2 separate regions of the Pan troglodytes genome follow, and region 1 is linked to region 2. A link is a contact called in public Hi-C data. All regions are on one chromosome and are shown on one strand. The core of a region is the stretch at or near the end of the contact, and the rest is flanking DNA. Distances in the headings are between cores, read along the strand shown. Region 1 overlaps KDR (kinase insert domain receptor). Region 2 holds the start of KDR (kinase insert domain receptor).

Evidence for each region. Hi-C and Micro-C count contacts between places; a contact is called where the count stands out from the background.
Region 1: a Hi-C map of stem cell-derived neural progenitor cells shows a contact between it and region 2, with 1.8 times the contacts expected there. The contact joins the enhancer-like site here to the promoter of KDR in region 2. A contact is called at or near these places in 2 of 7 Hi-C or Micro-C datasets (induced pluripotent stem cells and stem cell-derived neural progenitor cells).

The regions. Positions count from the first base shown.
Region 1 is chr3:74,775,432-74,779,120 of NHGRI_mPanTro3-v2.0_pri, forward strand. KDR (kinase insert domain receptor) reads left to right here. Exons shown (of 30, transcript XM_517284.9): 30 at 1,337-3,022. The coding sequence ends at 1,559. Among named protein-coding and RNA genes, the nearest start is that of KDR, 46 kb to the left of the region's middle. Within about 2 kb of position 2,435, at least 4 of the 24 cell types and tissues checked have an H3K27ac peak or open chromatin away from gene starts, as enhancers often do. A contact at or near this core is called in stem cell-derived neural progenitor cells, where this site is marked.
Region 2 is chr3:74,729,352-74,733,328 of NHGRI_mPanTro3-v2.0_pri, forward strand. It overlaps KDR (kinase insert domain receptor), which reads left to right and starts at 1,959. Exons shown (of 30, transcript XM_517284.9): 1 at 1,959-2,327. The coding sequence starts at 2,261.

The DNA of each region.
Region 1 (3,689 bases), core at 1,185-3,684, 47 kb after region 2:
GAAGTATTTCATTGTGAGAAAAGTATTAAAATTAGTTTTAAATATAATCTCCCTTCTATGGTTCAGTAGGAATTTGTAGGTGTCTTGAATACGTGTACGTTCTCTTAACATAACAAATCAATGAAAATCTATATTTATAAGAATAATAGAATAAGTGTAGTTATGTATTTGCTGGAGTTTATTTGCTAGAGTATTCTTACCTAAAGGTAAGAACAGAGGAGGTTTTGATCTGCTTATAATCTTTTATATAAAATGGGAATACTCATGGGTTTTTGAATAATGCTCATACCAAAAAGAAAACAAACAAAAAAAACCCCAACATATTAAAAGGTGCCATTGTGCTATTTTATTGTTTTCTTTAAGGCCCAAGGTAAGAAATTGTGAAAGTCAATGATATGTTTCATTCATTGATTCAAAAAATGTTTATTCGGCAAGTATCATGTGCAGAGCACCATGCCATTGCTTGAGACACCTACATTAGTTTTGTTGGGGTTGAATTGAAAGAAAAAATTGTATTTCTCATTATTTGAAGTAACTTTTAAACTATGTATAAACACGAGTTACTAAAATTCCCTTTTGCAGTTTTAACATGAAGAAGTTGGGGAAAACACCTATTACCGGGAAAAAACACCTTAGAATGGCTTGTGAAAGTGTAAATCCTGAAGTTTTAGATTAGCACAGCCTGCATTTCTAGGCTTTGACATGATTACCGTCTGTCAGGATTCCATGCCATTGAAAACATTTTCTAGTTGCTGCTGAGTGACTGGGGTTCTCAGTCCTTCCAAGGAATGTGGTTTTGATGAGTAAAAAGCAGCGTTTGATATGTCTGGCTTGACTGCACACATGCTTCAAGTTATTAAAGTTTAAAGTTGCTCAAGAGCTTCATTACAACCATACACATGCCCCGTAATTCCCAAATTGCCACAATAGGAAAAGCACAAGTGAAATTTAAGAACATCCCAATTTCCTTGAATATCATGCAAGTGGCCCTTTGGCGCCTGTCACTGTATACAAATTTGTCAATCTGCGAGGCCATAAACATGTTCCATCAGTTGGGGCCTTTGCATAACTCGAGAGAACTGCCTTTCATCTCATTTGAGGCTTGAAAGACTTGGACCTGAGTAAGAGGACTTATCTGCAACTACTAATTCATGCGAGTACCTGAAAATAGACCTTGTCCCTGTAAACCTGCTATGCTGATTAACAACTGGGAGAGATACGGGGCTGCGGTCTCCAGGGAGATGGCAGCCATATGGAGTTGGGAATGGGGTGAGGGTAAAAAGCAAAAGAATTGTCTTCTCTCTGCCAACTCATTTGTTTGCCATTTCTTCTGCAGTGGAATGGTGCCCAGCAAAAGCAGGGAGTCTGTGGCATCTGAAGGCTCAAACCAGACAAGCGGCTACCAGTCCGGATATCACTCCGATGACACAGACACCACTGTGTACTCCAGTGAGGAAGCAGAACTTTTAAAGCTGATAGAGATTGGAGTGCAAACCGGTAGCACAGCCCAGATTCTCCAGCCTGACTCGGGGACCACACTGAGCTCTCCTCCTGTTTAAAAGGAAGCATCCACACCCCCAACTCCCGGACATCACATGAGAGGTGCTGCTCAGATTTTCAAGTGTTGTTCTTTCCACCAGCAGGAAGTAGCCGCATTTGATTTTCATTTCGACAACAAAAAAAGGACCTCGGACTGCAGGGAGCTAGTCTTCTAGGCATATCCTGGAAGAGGCTTGTGACCCAAGAATGTGTCTGTGTCTTCTCCCAGTGTTGACCTGATCCTCTTTTTCATTCATTTAAAAAGCATTTATCATGCCCCCTGCTGCGGGTCTCACCATGGGTTAGAACAAAGACGTTCAAGAAATGGCCCCATCCTCAAAGAAGTAGCAGTACCTGGGGAGTTGACACTTCTGTAAAACTAGAAGGTAAACCAGGCAATGTAAGTGTTCGAGGTGTTGAAGATGGGAAGGATTTGCAGGGCTGAGTCTATCCAAGAGGCTTTGTTTAGGACGTGGGTCCCAAGCCAAGCCTTAAGTGTGGAATTCGGATTGATAGAAAGGAAGACTAACGTTACCTTGCTTTGGAGAGTACTGGGGCCTGCAAATGCATTGTGTTTGCTCCGGTGGAGGTGGGCATGGGGTCTGTTCTGAAATGTAAAGGGTTCAGATGGGGTTTCTGTTTAGAAGGTTGCGTGTTCTTCGAGTTGGGCTAAAGTAGAGTTCGTTGTGCTGTTTCTGACTCCTAATGAGAGTTCCTTCCAGACCGTTACGTGTCTCCTGGCCAAGCCCCAGGAAGGAAATGATGCAGCTCTGGCTCCTTGTCTCCCAGGCTGATCCTTTATTCAGAATATCACAAAGAAAGGACATTCAGCTCAAGGCTCCCTGCCGTGTTGAAGAGTTCTGACTGCACAAACCAGCTTCTGGTTTCTTCTGGATGAATACCCTCATATCTGTCCTGATGTGATATGTCTGAGACTGAATGCGGGAGGTTCAATGTGAAGCTGTGTGTGGTGTCAAAGTTTCAGGAAGGATTTTACCCTTTTGTTCTTCCCCCTGTCCCCAACCCACTCTCACCCCGCAACCCATCAGTATTTTAGTTATTTGGCCTCTACACTCCAGTAAACCTGATTGGGTTTGTTCACTCTCTGAATGATTATTAGCCAGACTTCAAAATTATTTTATAGCCCAAATTATAACATCTATTGTATTATTTAGACTTTTAACATATAGAGCTACTTCTACTGATTTTTGCCCTTGTTCTGTCCTTTTTTTCAAAAAAGAAAATGTGTTTTTTGTTTGGTACCATAGTGTGAAATGCTGGGAACAATGACTATAAGACATGCTATGGCACATATATTTATAGTCTGTTTATGTAGAAACAAATGTAATATATTAAAGCCTTATATTATATATAATGAACTTTGTACTATTCACATTTTGTATCAGTATTATGTAGCATAACAAAGGTCATAATGCTTTCAGCAATTGATGTCATTTTATTAAAGAACATTGAAAAACTTGAAGGAATCCTTTTGCAAGGTTGCATTACTGTACCCATCATTTCTAAAATGGAAGAGGGGGTGGCTGGGCACAGTGGCCGACACCTAAAAACCCAGCACTTTGGGGGGCCAAGGTGGGAGGATCGCTTGAGCCCAGGAGTTCAAGACCAGTCTGGCCAACATGGTCAGATTCCATCTCAAAGAAAAAAGGTAAAAATAAAATAAAATGGAGAAGAAGGAATCAGATATAATTTCCATGTGGTTGTTTTACATTTTTACTGGTTTTCTTACTCTTCTTATAAGGGATATTTTCATAAACTAACAAACCAATAAACGTATTTGTAGTACAAAGTATGAGGATATAATATCACCACAACTATTTTGAGGATAAGTATGTCTGGTTTAAAGTTTAACTGCTTCTTCCCTCTTCTTCATTACAAAGAATTCACACACACACACACACACACACACCCCACGCATACACCCCCCAATACCCACACCTCCTCCCAGCCCCCCACACCCACACATCCAACCCCCCATACTCACACTCACACCCCCTCACAGTCACACCCACCCCCACACACCTACACACCCACCAGCACACAGATACCCACACACAGATCCACCCAGACACCCACACCCACCCACATACACACACCCCCCCACATGCACTCCCCCCCACACACCCACC
Region 2 (3,977 bases), core at 709-3,208:
GTCTGGTGATGGGGATGGAGAAAAACTGCCCTCTCCAAACCAGGTTCCATCTCCCACCCCTTTATCCAACTTTGCCAGAGTCCATCCTATTTTATTTGCTGAGTTTACTAGCAGGAAGAGAAGAGTTTCTTTAAAGATTCTCTCCCCTCCCCAAATAAATACCTCCCAGATAAATATGAGTACATCTATACAGTAGAGCACTATGCCAACATTGAAAAGATGGAAAGATGGAGCTTTGTTCGCAGCCAGCTTGGGCAACATAGTGAGACCCTGCCTCTATATAAAAATAAATAAATAAATAAATAAATAAATAAATAAATAAATAAAAGATGGAGCTTTAAAGGTTGATGTAGAACGAATCTCCAACGTATATTATAAAGTGAAGGCTGGGCAGGGTGGCTCGTGCTTGTAATCCCAGCGCTTTGGGAGACTGAGGCAGGAGGATGGACTGAGTCCAGGCATTGGAGACCAGCCTGGGCAACATAGTGAGACCTTGTCTCAAATAAATAAATCAAATTTAAAGGGAAAAAAGCCAACGCTCAAATAGCATTTATACCAAGCAATTGTGGGAAGAGAAGGGTGACATATCTACATACTTGTATTTAAGAATCTGCTTGGAAAAAAAAGGAAACATAAAAATGTCTCTGCCAAAAGAAAGTCTTTTCACTCTAAACCTTTTTGTGTTTTTCCAAAATATTTTTGCCATATACATTCATTATATTTCAGCATTAAAATATTTCACCTGTCAACTTGGAAAAGTAAAAGCGTGAATACAGTAAATATTTAAAAACAGATGAAGACAAGTAACAGGTTACATTAATTGTATACAATCAATCTAGTTTGAATTAGGTGTAGATATAATAATTCTGTGTGTTATCTTGGTGAAGAATGGTCCTTTAGGTTGTCATTAAAAAGCACCTCTGGGAGGTAAAAGACATAGGCATCTGGAAGATTCATATTTAATGAAGTTAGGGGACATTTGATGTCACTCCCCAGGTGTGGGGAGATATGGACAGAAAACCAGAAGGAACGAATGTGGTCAGGAAGGAATTGGAGTTCGCCTCCAAACAGCTGCCACAAGAAGTCCACACACATGGAGACAGTTGTGTAATTTGGTCACAGAGTGTCCTAGGTGCTTTTGCTTCATTGCTCCTCCACTGAAGCCGGCTGGCAGCTGGCCTCCTTCCCCTGGGCCTAAGGATATCTTGGCTGGAAGCTCTGCTCTGAAAAGGGGCATGGCCAAACTTTCACTAGGGCTCTTCGTTGGGGAGCACGATGGACAAAAGCCTTCTTGGGGCTAGGCAGGTCACTTCAAACTTGGAGCCGCCAAATATTTTGGGAAATAGCGGGAATGTTGGCGAACTGGGCAAGTGCGTTTTCTGATTAAGAGCAACCAGATTCAGCTTTTTAAACTACAATTATACTGGCCAGACAAAATACCCTTATACAAAAACCAAAACTACTGGCAGGAGTCGCTGCCAGCTTGCGACCCGGCATACTTGGCTGAGTATCCGCTTCTCCCTTGTGGCTCCAAACTGCTGCAGATTCTCGGCCACTTCAGACGCGCGCGATGGCGAAGAGGGTCCTGCACTTTGACGCGCCTGGTGAGGGCGCGGTGCTCTTCGCTGCGCTCCTGGTGATGCTCCCCAAATTTCGGGGACCGGCAAGCGATTAAATCTTGGAGTTGCTCAGCGCCCGTTACCGAGTACTTTTTATTTACACCAGAAACAAAGTTGTTGCTCTGGGTTGTTCTCTCCTGGGCGACTTGGGGCCCAGCGCAGTCCAGTTGTGTGGGGAAATGGGGAGATGTAAATGGGCTTGGGGAGCTGGAGATCCCCGCCGGGTACCCGGGTGAGGGGCGGGGCTGGCCGCACGGGAGAGCCCCTCCTCCGCCCCGGCCCCGCCCCGCATGGCCCCGCCTCCGCGCTCTAGAGTTTCGGCTCCAGCTCCCACCCTGCACTGAGTCCCGGGACCCCGGGAGAGCGGTCAATGTGTGGTCGCTGCGTTTCCTCTGCCTGCGCCGGGCATCACTTGCGCGCCGCAGAAAGCCCGTCTGGCAGCCTGGATATCCTCTCCTACCGGCACCCGCAGACGCCCCTGCAGCCGCGGTCGGCGCCCGGGCTCCCTAGCCCTGTGCGCTCAACTGTCCTGCGCTGAGGGGTGCCGCGAGTTCCACCTCCGCGCCTCCTTCTCTAGACAGGCGCTGGGAGAAAGAACCGGCTCCCGAGTTCTGGGCATTTCGCCCGGCTCGAGGTGCAGGATGCAGAGCAAGGTGCTGCTGGCCGTCGCCCTGTGGCTCTGCGTGGAGACCCGGGCCGCCTCTGTGGGTAAGGAGCCCACTCTGGAGGAGGAAGGCAGACAGGTCGGGTGAGGGCGGAGAGGACCTGAAAGCCAGATCTAACTCGGAATCGTAGAGCTGGAGAGTTGGACAGGACTTGACATTTTGCGATCTTTCATTTACCAGTGGGGAAACTGAGGCTCAGAGACTGGCCCAAGATTACCCAGCGAGTCTGTGGTCGCCTGTGCTCTAGCCCAGTTCCTTTTCCAGGACTCTGGTTTGCGACAGGGACCTCGGCTGGAGCGTGTCCTGAGATGCCGACACACCCTCAGGCTCTTGGGAGGCTGGGGTGGGAAGGCGCCTGGGGTTGGCAGGCAGGAGGTGCCTCCGCAGGCGAGAACAGGCGGTGAAAAGTTGTCTGGCTGCGCGCAACATCCTAGTCCGGGCCCGGGGAAGAAAACCTTGCAGGAATCTCAGGCCAGGTCTCCCGGATCGGACGGTACACTCGGTTCTGCCTCTTTGCGGGACCCGGCCCGTTGTTGTCTTCATGCTCGAACACGCTTGCACACCCACTGTGTGAAGTGGGGTCTGGAGCGGAGAGAAACTTTTTTTCCTTCCTTGGTGCAGGACGCCGCTCTCCTTGCAGAGCGAAGAAGCGGGGGAATAGGGACTTGTCCTGGGGGCTTTGACAGCTTCCCCAAGGGTCTCCAAGTAACAGCCAACTGTCCTGCGTAAAACATTGCACATCTTTCAAAGCGCTGTGGTCCTTGGTGTAAGCGCATAGTCAGAAGTTCAAGCTCCGAAAACCTGTCCTGTGGGCCTTGGTACCTAGCTTTAGTGCCATTCCTTCCTCTCCCTGCCGCCTAAAATTTCCGTCTCCTTCAATTAGGAACACACACGTTCTTCATGCAATAGCTGTCTGTCTTTTCTTCCTCACTTTCCTTTCTCTCTCCACCCCTTAGATAATATTTCTTTCCTGCAGCCAGTTTGCTGATATCCAGATTTCCACCCTTTGCAGGGTGAGAAAGGGGAAAGGGTCAGAGAAAGAAAAAAAAAAAGTCGAATAATTCAGGGAAAAAAATTTCTTACTTCCTAAGACAAGAATCACATGTCTTAGAAGACACTCACACCCACATAGAGTACCAGGATCATCTGTCCATGGTTACTGAATTTTCTTTATAATGACTTGGTTCAACGGGTCCAGTCCACCATGGACACTCATTTGTCCCTGACAAGCCCTCTCTCTCCCCCTTTCTGGGCAGAGAATGAAGGTCTGGAACATGTGGTTGCTCTGTATTCCACAAAGAAGTGAGTTGCTTTTAAGCCTGGGGTGTTTCCTAGCGCAGTAGTAACGGCAGGCCGGTCGCCCTGAATATAATGGTGAACTTGCCCTTTTGGAGTGCATTACTTGCTTAATTGGATTGGGCTGTAATTGGTGCCATCAAATTCTAGAGACAGAGGCACTGTTGTTTTTCCTTCCCGTCTTTGAGCTGGAAGGGTAACAGTGCACAAATTAATTAATATTGGTTATGGGATTTGAACATAGAAGGGCTTTTTATTGAGTAGTAGCATATGTACCTCTTACAGTTATTTCTTTAGAACTTTCTGAAGAGTCCAGCTCAAGCTTGCCAATGAAAACGAATGACATTTAATGGAGCAAAAACAAAAAAACAAAAAACTATGTTGGTCTACAAATATG